Linked DNA regions of Mus musculus: all the other regions are linked to region 3. The links are chromatin contacts, called in public Hi-C and HiChIP or PLAC-seq maps. All regions are on one chromosome and are shown on one strand. Each heading gives the region's core, a stretch centred on a gene start, on an enhancer-like site or on the middle of the called end of the contact. The rest is flanking DNA. Distances are from core to core; before and after follow the strand shown. Region 1 overlaps Gm35062 (a long non-coding RNA gene). Region 2 overlaps Msrb3 (methionine sulfoxide reductase B3). Region 3 has its middle 40 kb from the start of 1700006J14Rik.

Region 1 (3,711 bases), core at 668-3,167, 370 kb before region 3:
CAGTAAGATAACTACTACAAAGAGGAGTGGGTGTTTAAGAAGACATTGACTGTCATTAGGAGGAGAAAAACAAGTTCAATTCTGTAATCAGTTAACAAAAGCGGTGCAGAGGCCTCAGCCCACAGAACCCACCATCCAGGGATTCTTTGCATGGGAAATGGACAAGGAAAATGTTGGAAGAGACAAAAAAAAAAAAAAAAGTTCAGAATTTTAGAATTTTAAATGTACATTAAAACTCCTTGCAGCAGTGGAGACAGCCTGTGGGTATTCCAGGGAGGGTTACCAAAAACGCAGGCTCTGTCCCCTCCGCCCCTTGGACTTATATTTTAAGAAGTTCAGCCATTCCAGTCCATGCAGAAAAATACTCTCAAAGGAATATTTACAATGTGGATCTTATATTAAACATTTGGTTTTATATACTTAAATATTTATAAAGACATATGTGGAATAAATTTCAGCCTACAAACCGAAGTGAGCAAAACATATCAATTTCCCCTACTTCTTTAAATCAATGTAATTTTGTGACTCTCAGCCTTCATCCTTTTTTCAAAGATGGCAAAAATATTTACCTCCTGCTTGCGGACTCTCTCTTTCCCAGAATGTAGAATGTTTAATTGTAATGAAAACAGACAACTGGGAGGGGGGCTGTGCTCTTCAGTCTCTGGGTACACTGGGAAGCCCGTAGTTCTGCCCTGAATACTGGTGGTACCGTCTGAGGTTGGGGAACCTTTCAGAGAATATTTGCTAGGCACATCAACAATTTATCTCTTCTGAGGAGGGCCTGCTGTCTGAACACAGTCCTTGTGGCACCTCACACTAGCCTTCCTGCTCAGAAAAAAAAACAAAAACAAAAACAAAAAAACCCTTGACTTGCCTTAATGCTCTGTCTTGGCTGTTTTGAAATTCCAAACAAAAGACTCCATTTTGCCTCTGCCCTTGTAAACTGCCTCTGCCTGCAGTCTCCACCTCTGCCACCTCTCCTCCCTTCTTCAAGGGTCTTTGGTTCTCTGTTTCCATCTTATCAGGGAGAGGAGCCACTCTCTCCCACTGTCTATGCTCTAATGACTTTACTTGCCCGCCCTGGAGAATGGGCGTTTATCTCCTGAGTCAGGTCAAGAAGGGCAGCAGATGACGTCCGGGATGGGGACGTTGTGGTCTTCCGTTTTGCAGAGGTCTTGTCTTTGTTAGCTAACTTTGTTAACTCTGAGATTGGTTTCTGACGGTTTCGCCCGCTTGAAAGGAGATGCTGGGATTCGAATTCCAGCACCAATTGCTGCTACACCCAGAAAAAAAAAACAAGGTGAGAGCCAGAAAACACAGGTTGAGAGGGTGGTAGCAACAGTACACACCTTTAAGCCCAGCACTTGGGAGTCAGAAACAGGTGGATCTCGGTGAGTTGGAGGCCAGTCTCCAGAGTGAGTTTCAGGACAGCCAAGGCTACACAGAGAAACCCTGTCTTGAAAAAAGACAACAACAATTACAAAAAAACAAACTAACAAAAAACAAAAAGCAAAACAAACAAAAACAGACAACAAACAAAAAGCCAGACCAGACCAAACCAAACCACCCCCTTCTCCTACATAAAGCAACCGAACAGTAGAGACCTCAGTTGGATGTGACAGTAGACAGTCTCATACAGATCTCAGTTCAACCTGGGACACTTTAAACTGAAAAGAGATTCTGCTCCCAATACAGCAGTAAAATGTGAACTGGGGCCATTACAGGGTGGGGACAGATGCAAATGTAGGAGGGAGGGAGGACTTGAACCTATGTGGCCCCTACTGTTCTCACATTCATTAGGAGACTAGGTCAGCCTTCTTGACCATGAAACCTTTCCGCTGCGGTCTTGTTGATTTCGTTGGGGAAAGAACAGGCGGCAGGCTGGGCGGGCTGGGTTCGCGAGAAGGGAACCGCATTCGTGAGAGGTCCTGAATGCGCATTCCGCAGTTGCAATTGGCCAGCGCTCCAGGCATGAATGGGGAGAGTTTCATCTTCACGATTTACTGAAAACAGACGGTGAAGTTCGAGAAGCAAATGTGAAACGCTCATTCCGAAAGCCTTTTTATATACATGTTAAATCAGTGTGTGGGAAAGAGACCACAGAGATTGTTTAAACATTCGTACTGATGACACTCCGGCTCTAAAATATGCAGTTCCTTGTAGTTATAGGCAGAATTAATCACATATGGAGGAAGTCATCTTTTGAAACCGGATTAAAAGGAAATAGTTCATAACTCAGTGATATCAACATGCACGCCCCTCCCCCGCCCCCCGCCCAGGCCTGGGACACTCCTCTGCCTCCTTATCTCCCACTGTCTGAAGATGTTATTTTCTCACTTGGGGTGCCATGATCCAGCTATGTGACTCTGCAGAGAGAATCTGGATGTGGAGCCAGAATGGAAGAGATATCATTTAAGCCTGACTCAAGACCAGAATAATTAGGAGTCTCTTCCTGACCCTCGATTCTGCAGTTCAGCTGAGGTCTCTAGTCCTACTGTTAATAGGAAACATAGGAAGACAGGTCATCTCTACCCTTGAACTTCATCAGGAGAAGGCAGCAAGACATTTGGCTTAAAGAGTCTTCCCTCACCACTAGCATCCATCTTTAACTACATTACCCCAAGTGCTTGACAGGGACTTTTGTCAACCACAGGCAGTTAGGCAGCTTGGGAAAGAACCCTTATCTATGGCGCTCACTGGGGAAACCTATGGCAGTCACCTAAAGACAGTCTAAGTACTGGTCCAAGTCTCTCTCTCACTCACTCACTCCCCCTAAGACATCATGTGCTGTACAAAGTACTGGTAGGTGAACCCCATGTGTATCACCCACGGAAGTCATCTGGTTTTAAGGGAGCTGCTGTTTTTAAAAAGAGCAGTCCCACTAATACCCCCCCTCTCTCACCCCTCTCTTTTCCTTTCTTCCTTTCCTCTACCTCCTCCTCTTCTCCTCTTCTTCTTCTTCAAGATACACTGAGTTGAGAATATCCACGTTCATTTTGAAGTTCCTTCCCTTAAATGAGAGATTGTGTGTGTGGATGGGGGTGTGGGGTGTGTCTGGACTGAGACATGAGGCAATTCCGAAAATATGAATGAAAGAATATAAATATTTCTCCGGCCTCTGTAGTCTTCATTAAAGCACACCAGAGGAAGAGCCGGGCTGCCCTTCTATATTTAATTTGGACTCCAACCTCTTCAGCAGCATGATTAATTTTAGCTTATCATATGGAATGTCTGCCTACCTATAAATAAGTCTATTCATCTTTAGGAGGGCATAAATATGCCTCCTGTTTTACAGCCCCCCAAAAAAACCAAAACCCCAAAAAACAAAACCCTTTCATATCATTGTAATGAGATCTTTTTCCAGGACAATAGCTCAGCTCAGCCTCGGTTCCATTGTGCTTTCTTAACTTCCTGTTTGAAAAGTGTGTAAGTGAAAGTGTGTCTCCCCGGATGATTGTGAGCAGTGTTAGGTGATGGGATGTGAACCATGGATGAGAAAGGAGGACCTGGGCAGATCTCAAAGGAATAACTACAGAGAAATGGAGAAGAAGAACAGGGAGGAGGAAGAGATGGAGAAGGGAGAGGTGGAGGAGGAACAGGAGAAAGCAGAGGAAAGCAAGAGGGTTGGTAGTGTAAATCTAAGGTAGAAATGAAGGTGTTTAATTTTTAAGCTGTTCTCTCTGCTGTCCCCTAAAATGCTGGGAATGCTAC
Region 2 (3,339 bases), core at 280-2,779, 500 kb before region 3:
AGTTTCAATTATTTGAATGTCTGTTAGACAACGTGCACATATCTTTGAAAACTACAGTTAGAGATGTCTGAAGTCTTACGGGAAGTAGGAATTAAAAGTTTATGTGTACTTTGATTTTCGCATTGAGCTAAGGAGTACATTTAGATGTTTTAAAATTAAGAAATAAGTATGTTTTTCCCCCCTTCTGAGCGCTAAACTCTAAGCTCACCACCAACGAGGAACCAGAGGAAGGGAACGCGGCGTTTGCTCTTCCAAGTTTTCTATCATGCAAATTTTGGTTACGAATGAGAAAACATTGGGACAATGAAATGTACAGCTCTAAGAGGTTCAGCTTCTTTATTGTCCATCGGATGCAGCTGGGTTTAATGCTGTGCACAGATTGGCAAAGCAAGATCTTTGGCTGAAAACCAGCACCATATTAAATATGGTGATCAATGACTAGGGAAGCCCAGGATTTCAAAGGTTATCTAAGTGTGTGCGGACATATTTTGCATATATGCACATACATATATGCACTTAGGGTTTATTAAGTGAAGTAACCAGTTTATGAACAACATTTGTGGTTTGTATAGATGAGCGTCAGGCTGAGGTGAAAGGTAGGCTCTCACTACCATCATATAATTAAAAAAAAAAAAAAAAACCAAACAGCTGTTGAGCACACACTAAATTATCAACGAAGAAAATAACATAAAGGCTTGCTTATTATATATATATGTATATATGTAAAAGAAGCCAATGGACAACCTTCTGCTATATTTTAAATTTATGTGTGTGCACATGTGTGCATGTTTATGAATATGTGTGTGTGTGGTGTGTACATGCATGTGTATATGGAGGCTAGGGCGATAACCTTTGGTGGACTAAAGGCAGGTACCATCACGTCTGACTCTATTTCTCTGGCATAGAGCTCGTCAAGTAGGCTAGATTAATGTCCAGTAATTTCTTTTTTTTCTTTTTTTAAAAATTTATTTATTATATTTATATGAGTACACTGTAGCTGTCTCCAGACACACCAGAAGAGGGCATCAGATCGCATTACAGATGGTTGTGAGCCACCATGTGGTTGCTGGGATTTGAACTCAGGACCTTTGGAAGAGCAGTCAGTGCTCTTAACTGCTGAGCCATCTCTCCAGCCCCACGTGATGAGAGTAGTGAGCTGGCCTTCTTTCTAAAGAAGCTGGGAAGTTTCTGTGCTAGACGTGAGCTCCTAGTGCATGTCTCTTGCCTACGAGCTCGTGGAATTGGCCACTTTATTAAGAGAGTAAAACAGACTTCCTTTTATGTTCAGCACTAGCAAGAAGCTGTGCATTTCAGCCCACCACCCAAGCAGGAAGCTAGCCGATGCTGGAGGAAGCAGAGCATTGGGTTTAATGCAGTGATCAAACATGAAAGCCATATATCAAATCTCAGGCGAGACATGCTTTTGAAGGCAGAGAACTGCAGAGTATTTTGCATGATAGACTATATAAACAGAGCCCCGGAGGTCAGGGCGTGGATGCAAACCAGTTAAATAAGGAACTCTGGCTTTGCTCTCTGTCATCTGGAAGGGGGTGGGGTCGCGTGCTCACTCGCACAGAGCTGAGAGTGTGAACTTTGCTGGAGTGAAGCTTGGCACCTTTGGAAAATTCATTAACTCTTTCAGCCCACAAACCAAAACAATTTTTTACCTTAACAAAAGCTCCTAGAAAGCTAGAAATAAAATGGAAAACACGTGCTCTTTTGTCGGTTCTGAATATATGCCCCTTAGCAGAAGTGTCAAGGAAGGGGATGGGGCAAAGCTAGGTGGAGGAGCGGTTGAAAGGACTCAGGTCTTCAGTGAGGACGAAGACCATGGTGTCATTCACACCCTCGCAGAATAACCGCAGAAACACGCGTGGGTTTTATTCTCTTCTAAATTCTAAGTGTAATGCAAAGTCATAGTTTGAACTTACCAGTCAGCAACACAGTGGGATATTGTGATTTTTTTTTTTCTAGGATTCTGACGCTTACAAGTTAATTACTTGTCTGTGAAAGACTGCCTGTAGCTGTATGCTGTTGCTCAGGACATCTCAGGCAGTGTTTGGGCAAAGAGATGAAATACCAAGCTAAAAGGTATAGTTTCATGGCCAATAAGCATTCAAAGCAAAGTTTTCTAGAGGAAAGCGGATAAACTTAGGTTTTGTGCTCGTTGCTTCTGCCCTGCTTGGAGTAGCTCTCCTCAGGAAAACAGAACACAGCATCTCAAAGGTATAGGATTTCATGAAAGCAAATTATGGAGGATTAAGAAACCTAATGAGCACGGGCTAGTGTAGAGAGTAGAGGCGGGAGAGTTTGTTCTTTTAAATAAAGCCCGGGTGGAGAAGGTTAGGAGGTTCTAAACAACAGGATATAAAAAGGCAGGACCGAATATAATTATCCCGAAGGGTGGAGAAGAAAAAAAAAAATCCAAGGAATAAAAAGCATCCAGTGTCGCTGTTAGGCTCTTTAGTTAAAAGGGAGCTCCGCACCGTGGTAAGGAAATCAAAGAACAGACTGCGTTGATGCCCCAAAGCACGAAAGTGCAGAGCAGAATATGAGACGCTGAAAGCTGAGCAAGATGGAGAAGCTGAGCGAGGTGGAGAAGCTGAGCATATCAGAACTAGAGTTTTAAACTGACAGACAAGGCAATTTGCCCTTCTCAAGAAAATGTCAATAAGGAAAAATATCATCCACCCTTGCATGTCTAGGCTGACAACACATTATAGCCTTACCATTTTGTGATTTAAACTTCTTATTTTAATGACAACAAGGTTAAAAAAGAAAGAAAGAAAGCATGAATCTCTCTATGAGAGTATGGCAATCCATACCTGGACACCGTTCAATGGAAATAAGAAAAACACTGGCCATTGAACAGTTCGTTCATCCAACATGTATTTATTGGGCACGCTGTATGCCTGATGTTGGGGTAGGAGCTAGGAACACAGTAGACACAATTGCTTCTTACAGAACTTGGTTCATTATATGAATTCTCATTGGTTTCTCTCTGTGTTGAGCAGAGAAGGGCTAACCAAGGCTAACCTTAGCTCCAGACGGTGAGCTTGGGCTAACCAAGGCTAACCTTAGCTCCAGCTAACCAAGGCTAACCTTAGCTCCAGACGGTGAGCTTGGGCTAACCAAGGCTAACCTTAGCTCCAGATGGCGAGCTAAAGAAGCTCTTGCTGTCTAAGCATGAGCCGATATATTTTAGGTTTAGACAAATATGCTTCTCTTTGCATCGCTCAATCCATAAGTGACTCCTAACCAGCTCTTATGAGGTTAGTCCCCTGGTGCCAGTGCCCCAGGAAGCCGTGCTATGGTACAACTGTAGGCTGCCAAGAGATC
Region 3 (3,776 bases), core at 766-3,265:
CTCCCATTCTGTTATTGGTGAGATTGAATGGTCCACCCCACCCCATGCCTTCTTCCATATCACTGAGCACTTTACGGGAGCAGAGGAGGAGGCTAGAAATTTCTGCTGATACACAAGCCCAACCTATAAAGTACATCCATAGACTCTTTTTAGCATGCTCCATTTATTATGGCCTCCATTAAAAGTATTATATTTCTGTGCTTTACAACCATAAAAGAGTAAATAATTTCAAAGGATTGCTTGACAGGAGTCTTCTGTTTTAAGTGGAACTTAGAAATACCTGGGAAATCACTGGAATAAATGTACTTCAGGGACCCAATGTTTCAAAGTTCTTTTTTTTTTTTTTAACTGTTTTCTCAAGTGCATAATAAGATACACCATTTCCTCCAACATTTTTGGAAGTGGATTTTGGTTTGGAGTTTTTCCTCTGTTGACATTTGACTCATAAATATTTCTTACAATGCCTTTATTGTCCATTTCATCATGGCTCCTTCCTCATTCTCTTCTTCCCCTCCCCTTTCTCTCATTTCACAGTAGACATTTCTTACCATCAGTGGGCTCTGTTCTGCCTCACTGCTAAGTACAGGGTAGCTTAGGGCTTACACACAGACAGCAGCGTGACACAGCATTGAAGAAAGCCTGCTATACAACCTGATAAGTTGGAAGACATATGTTAAACACCCTACGGGGAGATTTTCTTTTTAAAGGGAAGCAAATTCCACCCATGGAACTAAGCAAATATCTCATTAATCTATGCCATCCAGGAAGCCTATGTATACAGCATTCTTTGCATGGAAAAGATTAGGTCACGTCACTTTCCAAAATGAAATTATTTTTCAAAAAATACAACCGGCATCGACATTTGAAGAAAAGGTAAATGGCCCATAAAATATTCACATTTATAAACTGATTGGAACTGTCGGCATTTGCTGTTTCTATGATCCTCATTGTCTGGAAAGTAGAGGAAACTCCTCTTTGATCTTGTCTGTGCAGACATCCTGTTGGGTGCTGTCCTCTTTTAGAGTTATGTTTTAGGGTACCAGGCAAAGCCTTCAGACACAAGTGTTGAGTAGGTGACAACTGGGCTAAAATTTGGTGACTATCTCACTGCACAAATGAGAGGTCTCAAAAAGGGTTAGCTTTTTCTAAACTAAACAGGGGCTCTCATCAACAACCTCTGGGAGTGAGAGGAATGAGCTCTGACCAGTCATAGGCAGTTTCATTGGCTCTGTGAGGAGGGCATATATAATTCATATTAGAAAACACCAGGCTTGCTTCTCAGGCTCTCAATTTGATTCTTGGCTGTATCATATTACTGGTTGTGTGTGTGTGTGTGTGTGTGTGTGTGTGTGTGTGTGTGTGTGTGTGTGAGAGAGAGAGAGAGAGAGAGAGAGAGAGAGAGAGAGAGAGTTAGTTCATGTGTTTACACATGTGTGTCTTCCTGTGTGTAGAGATTAGAGGTGGACAGGAGGTATTTTTGATCACTCTCTCTCTTAATTTTTTGGAGACAGGGCTTCTCCACATTCCACAGCAGTTTGGTAAACCCTATGAGCTGCAGGGATTTGCTATACTCCCCATGGCCATCCCATGTTGGAATTTCAGAGCTGCATACAACCTGAACTTAAGGCACTCTGTAGCCTTTTCCATAGGCGTTGGGGATCTGTATTATCTAGCAGACACTTTACCACCTGAGCCCTCTCTACCGCCCACAGGACTTCCTTTTGATAAACCCTACTGCTCTTCAAGCTTCAGATGAGGAAACTGTTGCTCATCAAGACTGTGCAACTTCCTCCAGACCATAGTTGGCGGTCTTAACCCACAACTATTTCGTCCGTCCCATAGAGGGGCTTTAAGCCACATCTGGTTCAATCTAAAGCAGAGTCCCTTGGCCGCCACTCACAATACCTGCCCCCGCTCAGAATTAGGCAGGGCCAGAGGACGATGGAGCCTAGAGTCAAAGGCAAAATGTCATCAAGAAGGAAGTTACACAACAGCTAAGGTGCCTGTGGCTGAGATCCACCCAACACCACTGGCACAGGAGGTCTGGTTAGCCAGGAAGGAAAGTGGAATGTCTACCGCCTGCCTCTTGGATCTGGGACACTGGCTCCTTTCCCAATGACAATGCCAAGTGAAAAAACAAGTAACAGCTACTCACCAGCCCCTCACTCCCACATGTTGACCGGGTTTAAGTATCGGGATTGTGTGAGCTAGCGGCTTCAACTAACAGAAGGAGGCAGGTCAAGAGGAATGAGTGTGGGGTATGACATTGAAGTGGGGGTTCAGGGGTTTATGACCTTGGAGGCCATGGAATTCACACAGCGTCACTCCAGGAAGATGATGGCTAGGAAAGGGACTGGGGTAGAAATCCGGGGCAGTCAATCACTTCACCTGCCCACGAGGGTCAGTGCAGGAACCAAAGGGCTTTCTTCCACAAAACACTCAGTCTCCTGAAAGAAACAGCGTAAACAGAGTCGGATTTGCCAACGACAGTTTCTCAATGTTTAAACTAGCCAGTAACACCTCGCAGATGGAGAAACTAATACTAGTAAAAGCTGGAGGCCTGTACTGTTCTCACTTGGAGAACCAGAGACAGAACAGATGTAAGCCCCGGCCTCTGGATTCCCAGACTGACATAGGAGCCACTCAAAGAACAAACCTTCAGCCTTTAAACCTGCGGAGACCTCTGACTGCTGTGTGGTCCCTGTCGGCCTCCACGCAGCATGACAGAGAGCGATTCCTTTCTTCTTACACACTCTGTGCTCTGATTAGCTGCAGGACCAGCTTCGCACAGCTCATCTTTTATCTGTTCATTCTACAAATACTACTTCTTCTTTTTATGTTTTTGTTTTTCAAGACAGGGTATTTCTGTATAGCCCTGGAGCTCACTCTGTAGACCAGGCTGGCCTCAAACTCAGAAATCCACCTGCCTCTGCCTCCCGAGTGCCAGGATTAAAGGCGTGTGCCACCACTCTCTACAAATACTTCTTAAGTGTCTAATATGTGTCAGGTACTGGTGTAGATGACGGGAAGAGAGTCTGTTCTGTAGGACTGAGGGTTGTAGACAGGCAGCAGAAAAAGACAAGAGGCCCATGAGTGTTGTTATAGAAAAATCAAGGAGGGTAAATGCTGTGGGTCCAGGGCTTACCATGTGACCAGCAAATACAAAGTCCTGGGTTCTATTTCCAGCAAAGTAATATATATATATATATATATATATATATATATATATACACACATACATATATGTGCGTGTATGTATGTGTGTATATATATATATATACACACACATATATATACACATGTATATATGTATATATAATTGTGTACATATATTTATATATATATTACATATTACACATTACATATTATACATTATACATTGCACATTACATACCATATATTATATATGTAAAATCAAATATACAGTTAACTATATAATCATATATTATATATTAAATTATATAATATGTTTGTATATTATATATAATTAATATAATAATTAACATTTAACATGTAAATATATGTGTTAATATATAAATATATTTTATGTGTTAATATATACTAATGTTAATATAATGTTAATACATATGTAATAAATGTTAACATAAATATATATGTTAATATGTATATATGATATGTTAAAGTATATAAAAATTAATGGAAATATTATATATTAAGTATATTTATATGTATATACACACATAAACATATATATGTATATGATTTTATATATATACATACATACACACATGTATATATAGATACATGTGTGTGTG

What was found. A called contact is a pair of places that touch in the nucleus more often than the background predicts. HiChIP or PLAC-seq counts read pairs in DNA pulled down with a chosen protein or histone mark.
Region 1: a contact with region 3 is called in an H3K4me3 HiChIP or PLAC-seq map of bone marrow-derived macrophages, with 5 times the contacts expected there. The contact joins two enhancer-like sites. A contact is called at or near these places in 1 of 15 datasets of contacts at CTCF or cohesin (the NIH/3T3 cell line), 11 of 484 Hi-C or Micro-C datasets (B cells, ECoMG myeloid progenitors, bone marrow-derived DN2 thymocytes and 8 more), 8 of 115 datasets of contacts at active chromatin or transcription factors (acute myeloid leukemia, bone marrow-derived macrophages, embryonic basal ganglia and 2 more) and 1 of 9 other capture datasets (embryonic stem cells).
Region 2: a contact with region 3 is called in a Hi-C map of bone marrow-derived macrophages, with 14 read pairs. The contact joins two enhancer-like sites. A contact is called at or near these places in 1 of 484 Hi-C or Micro-C datasets (bone marrow-derived macrophages) and 2 of 115 datasets of contacts at active chromatin or transcription factors (both in embryonic stem cells).

Annotation. Positions count from the first base shown.
Region 1 is chr10:120,692,892-120,696,602 of GRCm38.p6, reverse strand. Gm35062 (a long non-coding RNA gene) reads right to left here. Exons shown (of 3, transcript XR_872122.1): 2 at 1,792-2,003; 3 at 1,424-1,452. Among named protein-coding and RNA genes, the nearest start is that of Gm35062, 6.3 kb to the right of the region's middle. Within about 2 kb of position 1,917, at least 25 of the 459 cell types and tissues checked have an H3K27ac peak or open chromatin away from gene starts, as enhancers often do. A contact at or near this core is called in bone marrow-derived macrophages, where this site is marked.
Region 2 is chr10:120,820,136-120,823,474 of GRCm38.p6, reverse strand. All of the region lies in intron 5 of Msrb3 (methionine sulfoxide reductase B3), which reads left to right. Among named protein-coding and RNA genes, the nearest start is that of Gm15910, 36 kb to the left of the region's middle. Within about 2 kb of position 1,529, at least 18 of the 459 cell types and tissues checked have an H3K27ac peak or open chromatin away from gene starts, as enhancers often do. A contact at or near this core is called in bone marrow-derived macrophages, where this site is marked.
Region 3 is chr10:120,322,015-120,325,790 of GRCm38.p6, reverse strand. No RefSeq gene overlaps it. Among named protein-coding and RNA genes, the nearest start is that of 1700006J14Rik, 40 kb to the left of the region's middle. Within about 2 kb of position 2,015, at least 37 of the 459 cell types and tissues checked have an H3K27ac peak or open chromatin away from gene starts, as enhancers often do. A contact at or near this core is called in bone marrow-derived macrophages, where this site is marked.